Linked DNA regions of Sus scrofa: region 2 is linked to region 1. Evidence: chromatin contacts called from public HiChIP or PLAC-seq data. All regions are on one chromosome and are shown on one strand. The core of a region is the stretch at or near the end of the contact, and the rest is flanking DNA. Distances in the headings are between cores, read along the strand shown.

The links. HiChIP or PLAC-seq counts read pairs in DNA pulled down with a chosen protein or histone mark.
Region 2: an H3K27ac HiChIP or PLAC-seq map of skeletal muscle shows a contact between it and region 1. The contact joins the promoter of PRSS23 here to the enhancer-like site in region 1. A contact is called at or near these places in 9 of 47 Hi-C or Micro-C datasets (embryonic fibroblasts, fibroblasts, heart right ventricle and 4 more) and 1 of 2 datasets of contacts at active chromatin or transcription factors (skeletal muscle).

What each region holds. Positions count from the first base shown.
Region 1 is chr9:20,543,067-20,548,552 of Sscrofa11.1, forward strand. It overlaps a transcript of ME3 not described here. Among named protein-coding and RNA genes, the nearest start is that of ME3, 57 kb to the left of the region's middle. Within about 2 kb of position 3,630, at least 46 of the 83 cell types and tissues checked have an H3K27ac peak or open chromatin away from gene starts, as enhancers often do. A contact at or near this core is called in embryonic fibroblasts, mesenteric adipose tissue, omental adipose tissue and 2 more, where this site is marked.
Region 2 is chr9:20,600,385-20,605,427 of Sscrofa11.1, forward strand. It overlaps PRSS23 (serine protease 23), which reads left to right and starts at 3,292. Exons shown (of 2, transcript XM_003357231.3): 1 at 3,292-3,517. It also overlaps a transcript of ME3 not described here.

The DNA.
Region 1 (5,486 bases), core at 2,380-4,879:
CCAAAGAAGTAAGAAGCCTTGCCAGAAGTCACAACTCCTGCAGGTGGCAAAGCTGGCATCTACATTGGGGTCTGTCTCTGGAGAGCCCTCCTTTACTTGTGCACCAGGGCAGTTTTCCCATCTAAAACCAGTTCTCTGTGTGCTATATCACCTGTGGCACACTTCAAGGCATAGCCCTTCTGTCAGTTGCCACCAAGCCAGGTCACTGACCTCTGCCTGGTTCTAATAGGTTCTAAAATCACTGGATGACTGCTCCTGCTCCCGCTTTCATAACTAGGGTGGGTCACTATTTCACCCTTCCCTTTTTCCTCCTGCCAGCTCTTCTTTCCAAAAATGAGTCTTTGGTTCAATTCTCCCTGGTCAGGACCAGCAACATAACCTTTAAGGCCCAGTGCGAAGCTAAAATGTAGTGTCTCTTGGGAGTTCCCTGGTGGTCTAGTGGTTAGGATTCAGTGATTTCACCGTTGTGGTCTGGGAACTGAGATCCTACATAAAGCCACTGCATATCATGGCCAAAAAAAAGGTGGGGGTGGTGGTCTTTTGTTCAAATTTTCTTAAGAATTTCAATACATCAACAGCAGAGCACTGAAGCAAGCATGGGGCCTTTCTGAGTGTGGAACCCTGTGCAACCACACAGCTTACATGTCCATGAAATCAGCCCAGGTCCTGCAGGCTTTTCTGAATGTTTTGGAATGACCCAGCTTTTCACCACAGATTCTCCTTCTGTTTCTGCAACACAGCTTCCTGCTCTAACCTAGAACAGGCGTGCCTTTACCATAGCTGTTAGGGCTTGGTCTCCATCTGTTGACCCCTTCCCCCATTTGTAGCATTGTCTCTAACTTCCCAAGACTCCAGTAACCTACCTCCCCCTCCCACCCCCAGATTAGCCCTCAGACCCTGACATTCTCAGGGACACAGCTCACCCATTCAGCTTTCCAGGCAATGACGCTGCAAAGTGTACAGACAGGTGACTGATGGGGAGAGAGAGAGAAGGCTGTGTATGTTTGGCCAAGTATTTGTTTACAACGATTTCTGGCATCTGGAGTAATTTTTGCTTTTTATTAAACACATCTCTGTATTCTGTAGTTGACGTGCAACTTGGCCTGAACTTCTTGAGAGGAATTTTGGGACTTTTGCCAAACGACAACACAGGGCTTCATATTTATGTTATAAAAGCCAGCAGTGTCATCATAGACAACTTCCTTCCTTTGTTGGAGCAATTTTCAACAAAACAGATCACAGCATTATCCAGGACAGTAAACTACACCCTCCACCCCTTTAATGTTATTGACAACAGCAAGGCAGAGCTTGTAAGTCATATCCACATGGAAAACATTGGCTTCAATGCATCCTGTTGTGAAATCCTCAAGCAAGGGGGTTACAGCACTGACAAGAGAGAAATTAACAAACATCAAGAGGGGAAAGAAAGATTCCAAATGGAGAAAGACAAAAGAGGGAGAAGTTCAAAAGGCCACAGGCCAGAATGTCCTGTGTATACTCACAATTCTGGCTCTCTTAAATCAAGAGTAGTTGATAATAGCAACTATTTGTAAGGTATTTTCCATGTGCTTGGCATGGCTTAATTACATATCATATTTATTTGATCTTCCTTACAGTCTTGGGAAGTGGGTATTATTTCTCTCATTTTATAAGGAAAATTAAGGTTCAGGGAGGTAAGAAGCCTTGCCCAAAGTCATATGTCCTGGAAGTGGAACAGCTGGAATGCAGAAATATGCAGGTCTAGAACCTTCCATACTGTATTCTCTCTTACTCCCTGCTGATGGGCTGCAGCCTAGAGACCCTGCACCCGTGGCCACAGCTGACCGGAGAAGGCTTGGCCACCTGGCACAAGGGCAGTTTATTCAGGGGGTGGCCAGCAGCCTATGACTGTGTGGTCAAGTGCAAAAATGTGATCTGAGCCCATCTGGCCCCTCTCTTATGATTTTACATGTTAGAAAAAATCACAGCTACTGAGTTATGGAAGCTGAGCTAAAGGTAATGAGATGCACTTGATACGAGGGTAGCCACAGGTGAACAGAAGTGAGGAAAACCACAGGCAGAGAGAGGGGAAGTCAGAATCGATGCACAGAAAGAAACAGAGATGTTAAGAGAAAGTGAGTTTAAAATCAGAGAGAGGAGTTCCTGCCATGGCTCAGTGGTTAACAAATCTGACTGGCATCTGTGAGGACATAGGTTCAAAGCCCCGGCCTTGCTTAGTGGGTTAAGGATCCGGCGTTGCCATGAGCTGCGGTGTAGGTTACAGACATGGCTCGGATCCTGTGTTGCTGTGGCTGTGATGTAGGCCAGCAGCTATAGCTCCAATTTGACCCCTAGCCTGGGAACCTCCATATGCTGTGGGCGCGGCCCTATATAGCAAAAAAAAAAAAAAAAAAAAAAAACCAGAAAATCAGAGAGAGATACAGAGAGACATGGAGAGACAAAGGGAGAAAGACCAGGGCAGGGACTCAGAGCCAAAGAGAATGGAACCTGGGGCTAGCCTCTTGGCCTCCTGACAGAGCCCTGATTTTAAGCCCCAGGAGTCCTTTCTACACCCTGGCACCTAGCCTTGGGTTCCCGTAAGGTCTCTGGAGCCTCACAGCAACCCTTTCTACATGAGCTCATGAGAGTGCACCTCTGTTGCAACCCCAAAATTCTGACTTCAGCAGTCTGATGCCAAAGCCATTCTTACTCCACCTGACCAGACACCTCCTACCCGCTCATTCACAGTAAGGGCAATACCCAAAATGTGCCACAAGGACAGTCGAGAAGCCAAGTTTCCACAGACCGAGTTCCGCGTCTCTGCTGCTTTGGTTATCCTTCTGCTACCACCATCCCTGAGTAAAGACTGGGTCTCTGTCTCCAGGCCACTCTCTACCAGTCCCAGCTTCCCCTCCAGGTCTGCTCTCCAGGCCTCCTGCCACCATGGTTACAGCAGCTCGAAGGTCATCAAGCCAGGTGGTCGGCCCTGAACACTGCCTCCCCTGTCATTCCTACATGTCTTCTCTCCCAGCACTCAGAAGTGGGCTTTGTAAAGTCCAGGAATTAATCTGGATAGAGTGTAAGTAAAAGCAGAGGCTGTTTTGTCAAGAGATTAAGATGTGAGCAGACCCTGGCTTCTTGTCTGGATTCTCTTCCTAACTGGCTGTGTCACCTTGGGCAAGCTGTCGACTTCTCTGCGTCTTGGATTGCTTGGGTATCTATACAATGACAGGGAGGGCAGATGACATGCAGCTCTGACTTTCAAAAATCCCAATTTCAATGCCATCCCCTTTGATGGACATTTGGAGAAGGGGATCTTGGATCCTTTCTGGGATTTGTGCTTAATCATCACATCTGTTCTGGTTGCAAGTGTCCAAAAAGTAACTATATATAGCAGCACTGACCAGATTGTACAAAAGGAGCCAAATTCGCAGGGAAGGCATGAATACACACTAAGTGAAGATTCAAGCAAAAGGAAGGAGGATCTCATACCTAAGAGAAGGCTTGTGGCACCAACAGCTTTAGGAACTCGTGGGCAACTGTGTGAACAACAGAGGTGCAAGGGCGTGTGCATTGCTGAATTCGCACATTTCTAAGGCATCTATCACAGCAGGCCGGCTTGCAGGCTTTATTTAGGTAAAACTCCCATTGAGCTTCAACTCCCAGGGCCCTGTCTGACTCAGAGCTTCAGAATCTTGGCCTGTGGTGCGATGAGTCATGGTGATGAAATTTTAAGAGAAAAGGACATTCTTAAAATTAGCTTTGAGACAGCAACTGGCAGTACTTTTGCCCTGTAAGAGCCTTTTCCAGGTTATTTTAGTTGGTGTCCTCTTTAAAGGGACCCAGAATGGCTGGGTGAATTCTGCCTGTGGTTCCCCAGCCCTTGGTCCTTCAGATTCCTAGCACTCCAGACGTTCTCGCTCATTCCTTTCAAGGAAGCAAGTGAAGGACGGGGCCACTGACCCTCAGGCCTGGTCTGACCTTCACACTTCCGCCTGTGATCTTGTGATGGTTCCAAGAGGGGCTGGAGCTCCCAGAAGAGCCTAAGGCTAGGGCTGGACTGGGTCAGGTTGACCACCCCAGCGCTAGAAGTTCCACCAGCAAACAAAGATGGAGTGTGAGGGTCTCCTCTTACCCAACCTCACAATTCCTCTGACTCTGCACAGGCCCACTTTGTGCCTTTTGACCAAACCTCCTCCCAGGGCAGGAAATCAAAGCTGACACTGACTTTGCAGTCAGAATATTTCCATGAGCAATGAGATGTGGATGAACAATTTCTCCACTGTTCCCTGGACAACAGAGGGTTCTGTTGAAACCGGGCAGGCGTGGCTCAGCTCCCATTCTTATTTCCCCTGATGGAGAGCTTGCCCTCCTCAGTGTCTCCGGCCCTCCTCAGGGACATGCTGTCCTATGGGGACAATTGGGATTTCCCTCAAAAATCCAAATGGACAAAGAGCTACCCAGGGCTTCAGGGAACCTGACTGGAGCTGCAAGTAGAAACCAAGGGCACAGGACAGCTGTTGAGATTTGAGAAGGCCCAACAGGTATAAATATACCTCCCTTCTGTCAAGTCCCTTCTAGCAACATGTTTACATTCATTTAATCATTCATTTAACAGGAAACGGCTGCAAACCAACCATACACCATCACGATGCTGCTTACAGGGACTATTGGCATGAATAGGCTAGAGTTGCTGCCCATGGACCACTCATGTTTTAATATGGTGGATCCTGGTAAGCAATCTGTTGTAGTATGAGATGAGGCGGTGTGCTACAATAGAGGCTCATACAAAATATTATGAGATACAGAGAGAAGGAATGGAAGGTAGGCACCAAGAGAAAGGTGAAGGTTTTTATTAATAATTAAGAAAATGAACAAAAAACAGGTAACACCTCTTCTGGTTTGTGTTACTGGTATGTTGATCAAGCATGATTCATGGCACATGATAAATGCAACTTTATCATTGATTCCTCCTATCCTGGTTCTTTCCCCCCACCCCTACTGGTTTATGGTCAAAGCCACAAGCAAGAGGAAAGGCAGGGATAGGAAGGCTTTGATTTGAGTCTAGCCTTTGGCCAGAGAAAGCATCCCTGGCTGGGCCAGAGCAGGACTCTTCTCATGCAGCCAGGCCATGGGTTCTTCCCCAAAAATTAACCTTCGGAGCTCCTTGCTCACAACCCAGGTGAATTTTTTTCTATCCAAGGGTTTACCTGGAAGACTGTGGGGTGGGGTTGTGACCTGGATTAAGAAGAGGGAGCTGTACACTGAAGTCCTCAGCACAGTTGAGAAGTCACTCCATGTTTCTTCGCACAGAGAATTTCTTCCTCTGCAGGGTGCTGTCCCACTCTGAAAGCCCATTGCCCCAGGAAGCCACCCACCAAGTGCAGGATCCTCACTCAGCATCCACACAGCAGCATCAGGAATGGATGCTGACCTCACCAAGTTTCCTTGGTCCTGGCCCATCTGTGAGCACCCCTGACAGGGTAAAAGATGTTCCCATGAGCCAA
Region 2 (5,043 bases), core at 2,042-4,541, 57 kb after region 1:
TCCTCACGTAGACATGAGCAATTATTAACTCTATTTCCAGCCCTTCTTCCTTCTCAAGAGAATGGGGGCGGGGCTGAAAATTCCAAGTTTCTAGTCCTGGCTTGTTCTTTCTGGTGACTAGCCCCCACCTTGGAGCCATCCAGGAGCCCCGCCAAAGTCATGTCATCAGAACAAAAGACAGTGCTAATACTCAGGCAATTATAAGGGTTTCAGAAGCCCTGTGTCAGGAACCAGGGTCAAAGACCAAATATTAAAATACGATGCTCCTGGTGCTGTATCACTTAGGAAATAGCACGTGTTTTAGGAGCCCTGTGCTAGAAACCAGGGGCAGAGAGCAATGTGTACTTTTTTTTTCTATTATCTCACACCTACTGAGTGAAGTCAACTTCCTTAGTTTGGTATTCCAATTCCTCTGTCATCTATCTAGCTGCAATCTCTACCTTTCCAAGTATTATTTTCTGCTATATATAGCTCTCATGTGATTTATTCTCAAGAATTATGCATTCCTTTTTTTTTTTTTTTTTTTTTTGTCTTTTTAGGGCCCACCTGTGGCATATGGAAGTTCCCAGGCTAGGGGTCAAATCCGAGCTTCAGTTGCCAGCCTATGCCACATTCTCAGCAAGGCAGGATCCAAGCTGCATCTGCGAGAGCAACACCAGATCCTTAACCCACTGAGTGAGGCCAGGGATCAAACCCGCATCCTCATGGATACTAGTCAGCTTCTTCATCTACTGAGCCACAACAGAAACTCCCCAGGAGTATGCATTCTGAGTATTCAAGTTCAGAGCAAGTTTGACATAGAGCCAAGGTGAACTAGCTATTCCCAGGTCCAGATCTTCCAACTCCTGGGTCAAATGAAGCCTTGTCCTAAAGTCTTTCCTAACCCCATGGCTGGGAACCTTCTGAATTCTTACAGCCTTTATGTCTTCACACCTTGGGACTTTACCTGTCACTTCCTCTTATCTTTCTACGTTTTATTATAGCTACTTGTGGATATATTCTAACTAGTCTCCTCTCTAGAATTCTTCCCTAGGTGGCTACTCTCCTTCAGACAGGGTCTGTTTCATATTCTCTCAAGTGTGTATCCTATCCACTCCCCCATGGTAATATTCCATATGTATTTATTGAATTGGTATAAAGGAAGGGATGAGAAAGATTGTTTAACAGATTCGTAGGAAACTAGCTCTTTGATGAGTAAAAAATAACTGACAAACATCTTACCCACATATAAACTGATACAATTGGAGTTCATAACGATAGACACTGAATTTCACATTTTCTCCTATTTGTGCACTATTAATTTTCCGACACATAAGTAAAATTCAGGCAAATCTTCAGCAAAAACTTAAAAATCCTAAATGATCATCTTGATGATGATTAAGCCACACATATGAATATAACTGAAAAAGTGTCTCATGACCAATAGTTCTCTCTGAACCATATTAATAGAAGCCCATAACATGCATTTACATCATGTGTCAGAGCTGACAAAATACTTCTACAGACATTACTTCATTCCTGTTTTACAACTCTGTGAGATCAGTATGATAGGACTCATCAGCCCTGTTTTACCAATAAGGAAAAGGTAAGGGCGAAGAAAAACTGAGCAACTAGCAAGTTTTCATAACCAAAACCCAAGGTTTCCGATCCTGAGTTCAGAGCTCTTCCAATTATTGTGTTACTTAGGCTAAAAGATAACTTCATCTCTTGCCAGTGATTGATTTAGCAAAGTACTTAGGACTGTTGAATTCCTACCACTGTGATATGCAGAAAGGGCTGGGGAGAACTATCACTGTCTTGCTCCTAAGAGAGAGACAGAGGGAGAGAAGATTTTTTTTTTCCTCCTGGACACAAATGCAGGTGACAACTGCAGAGCCAAAAGAGGCAGGGCTGGAGCCTTGAGTGCCCCTCACCTGAAGCCACTCTATCTTTGAACTTCTCGACGTGCGATACTCAATTTCCTGATTGTCATTTAAGCAGGAGTAAGTCAAGGGTTTCCGTTATTGTGTCTGAAATCATCCCAAAAGAAACTATACAGGAAACTTTATGATATATGGATTTGGGGGAGAGAGTCTTGGGTTTGAATCCCCTCTCCAGCACTTCAAAGTGGGAATGTTATTTACCTAGTTAAGCCTTGGGTTCTTATCAGTTAATAGAAGGATATGTGTTCCTACTGCTCAGAGTCATTTGCTCCAATGTAAGAAGTAGTGGGAAAGGTCTGGTACACAGTAGATAATAAATGGCCATTATTGTTAAGATGAACTTTATACCAATGCTATAAATACTTTCACCAACAAAACCACCCTTTTTAAACTATAACTTTACACAAAACAATTTTATTGGCTCACTCGTGCTTTTCCTTCCAGTCAGGCAGGTATTCGAGTCAATACAAACGTTGATCCCTAACAAGCTTAGATCAAGAATACTCACCCTCTAAGTGAACTTCAGTCCCCTGAAGCTTTGGGATCACTGGGCGGAGGATGAAAGTTTTGATAATAAAATTACAATGGGAACTGAGCTTGGAGGGCTGCTACCAAGGCTGGAGTTTGCCTTCAAGGCAGCTATCAACCTTTCAAAAAGTGGCCCAACAAATCAAAGACTTGTCATTTATTTGTTTTTAATTTTCCTGAAGAAAGGGGTTTCAGGATTTAATAGTTTGATTTTATTACACTGTTTTAAAAAAAAAAATGGTAGAGAGAAAAAGAGACATTGCCATCTCTTGTCCTGAAAGAGAAGATGGTTTGGATAACCTCGCTTTGCCAATATTGCTATTTGTACAACTGTGAGGTCACAGCAATTGAGGACTGGGCTGGGCCTTCCTGGGTCTTCCTGGATTGAAGCTAGGGGCCTTTTCCATTTCAACAATAAAACAAAAAATATCATGTCATCTTAGAATATCATGTCACATCACCAGGTGGAGCTAAGTTTAATTGACAGCATAACCCCCAAACTGCTCTGTTACCTATTATCCCTCTGGGTGATGGACTGAACCCCTGCTCAGGTGGAGAGGAAGCCTTCACTCTGGCTGTGCATGGGTTGTCCAAACAGGGCCTCAGTCAGCCTTGAGTTAAGGGACAAAATATTTGTGTGGTCCAGAAAAGCCAGAGAACCCTGGCTGGGGCCCACTCAGAGAGCATGAAGCTTGTGGGTGCAGCAGCTTTAGGGCCATTGCTTAACAGTTCGGTCTTGATTTTTCAGGGACAGAAACAATGATGAGAACAACAACTTAACCGATCCCACAAGATCTCAGGGCTAAGTGTTCTTGTCACTAATTTTAGTCTGCTGGAAACCCGGATAAAGTCACTCCTCCTTCAAGGGAGTCCCCAGCTGCAGCTGCTGGTGTCAGTACTGGAGCGCGGTGTCCGTGGCCCTCCCAGTGTAACCTTCATGGCTCTGTCAGGGTGACAGGCTCCCCAGAAGCAGTCACCCTCGGGGCTCGCCCTTCCTCCAAGAGCACGGGCTGCAGCGGAGGGCCTCTGAGCAGCCTTCAGCTCTGACATCCACTGCCTTCATGTGGGTAAGTCCCGCCTCACCCCCCACCCCCCTTCCTACCCTTGAATCTGGTCCCAGCCCCCACCCCTGGGATCAGGCCGAACGTTGGCTTTCTAGGGCGCTCTGCAGGCTTTGAAGTGAAGAGAACACAGACCGTTGTGGTTTCCCTAATCTGTGGACCCAAGGAAGCAGGAGCCTGGTGACCATTGTTTGAAATAAACCAGGTTAGTGTTCTGAAAGAGCAGGAAGCCAATCACGTCTATAGACACAAACCCTCCTGCTTTCAACCTTGGGCAGGCCGTCCTTACTTTGTTTCAAAATAGGAAAAATCACTATCACTGTCATTGCCAGGACGGCTACGCAGCACTAGTCCTGGTGAGCTGGCTTGTTTTTCATTAACTCTCCCCTCTACGGAGGCAAAGGAAAACTAGAGGCCTTGGCCTGTGTCTAAGAACTGCCCAAACAATCTGCTGGAATCTAAAAGTAAGTCTCAAGTTTAGCGCCTTGTGGTCTGTTTTCAAGGTCAGGTTGGCTGATACCGCTATACAAGCTTTCCTGTTACGCTTATTCAAAAGGGCTCCCCAACGCCTCCAAATGCATCTATCTGGAGCCTTGCACAGTGCTTTGAGCTGGATGTGTAAGAGCTACAAAATAACCAACACATGATACCTTCTTCAGTCAGTTCTTACACCAGCAGCTATCCCAAGAGTGGTCTTGTAAATAATGATAATGATAACAGGGTAAGTAGCTAATGAGTAGAATCAAGGAAGCATATGTGTTCATAAGTCCCTTGACACATTTCCTAATTTAATCACCATCACGCTGGGAGGAGGGTACCGGCACTACTCTATTTTGCGAATGAGGAAACGGGGGCTCTTTCAGTGTGCTGGTTCTTTGCCCCCCCGCAATCTCCACCCTTTACTGCCCTGCCCTGTGCCTCACCCACCGCACAGCCTGGCTCCCTTGGGAGCTGACTTCGGCAGGCTCCAGAGATCAGCGGGCAGGAGGAGAAGAGATCAAGGCATTTCTTTCCCACTCCTTCCCTTCCTCCTGGGCACCAGTTTCCTGCAATGGCTGTATGGGTCCATAGGGGAGCAACTCCTGGCAGCAGGCCCCCCACCTGGGCGCTCAGGTGCCCCTTCGCCCTCCCTCCCGTGCCCACAGCAGGACCCCGCTGCTGGGCCCTGGGTGCTCTCTGTCCTTGCTTGTTCCTCCACCCTGTCCTCATCTCCAGGACTAGCCACTTCCTGAAAGTCTCTTCATTTGAATCAATTAAGGGCAAACTGGGCTTCTGTTAAGATCCTGACTGACACATCCCGCAAAAGAGATGCAGACTGGAGAGTCAAGGGTGGAGGAGAGGAAAGGTATACTGATAATAAAAGAAGTAACAGTGTAAGGGCTATGAGAAAGCTGTGGAAAGTGTTATGGGAAATCGAAGGCCAATAAAAGGAAAAAATACTTTGCAGAGCATGTGACAGAGTGTTAGGCCTTTTTACTTTTATTTTTTGGCTGCACCTGTGGCAGGTGGTTAAACCAGAGTCACAGCAGTGA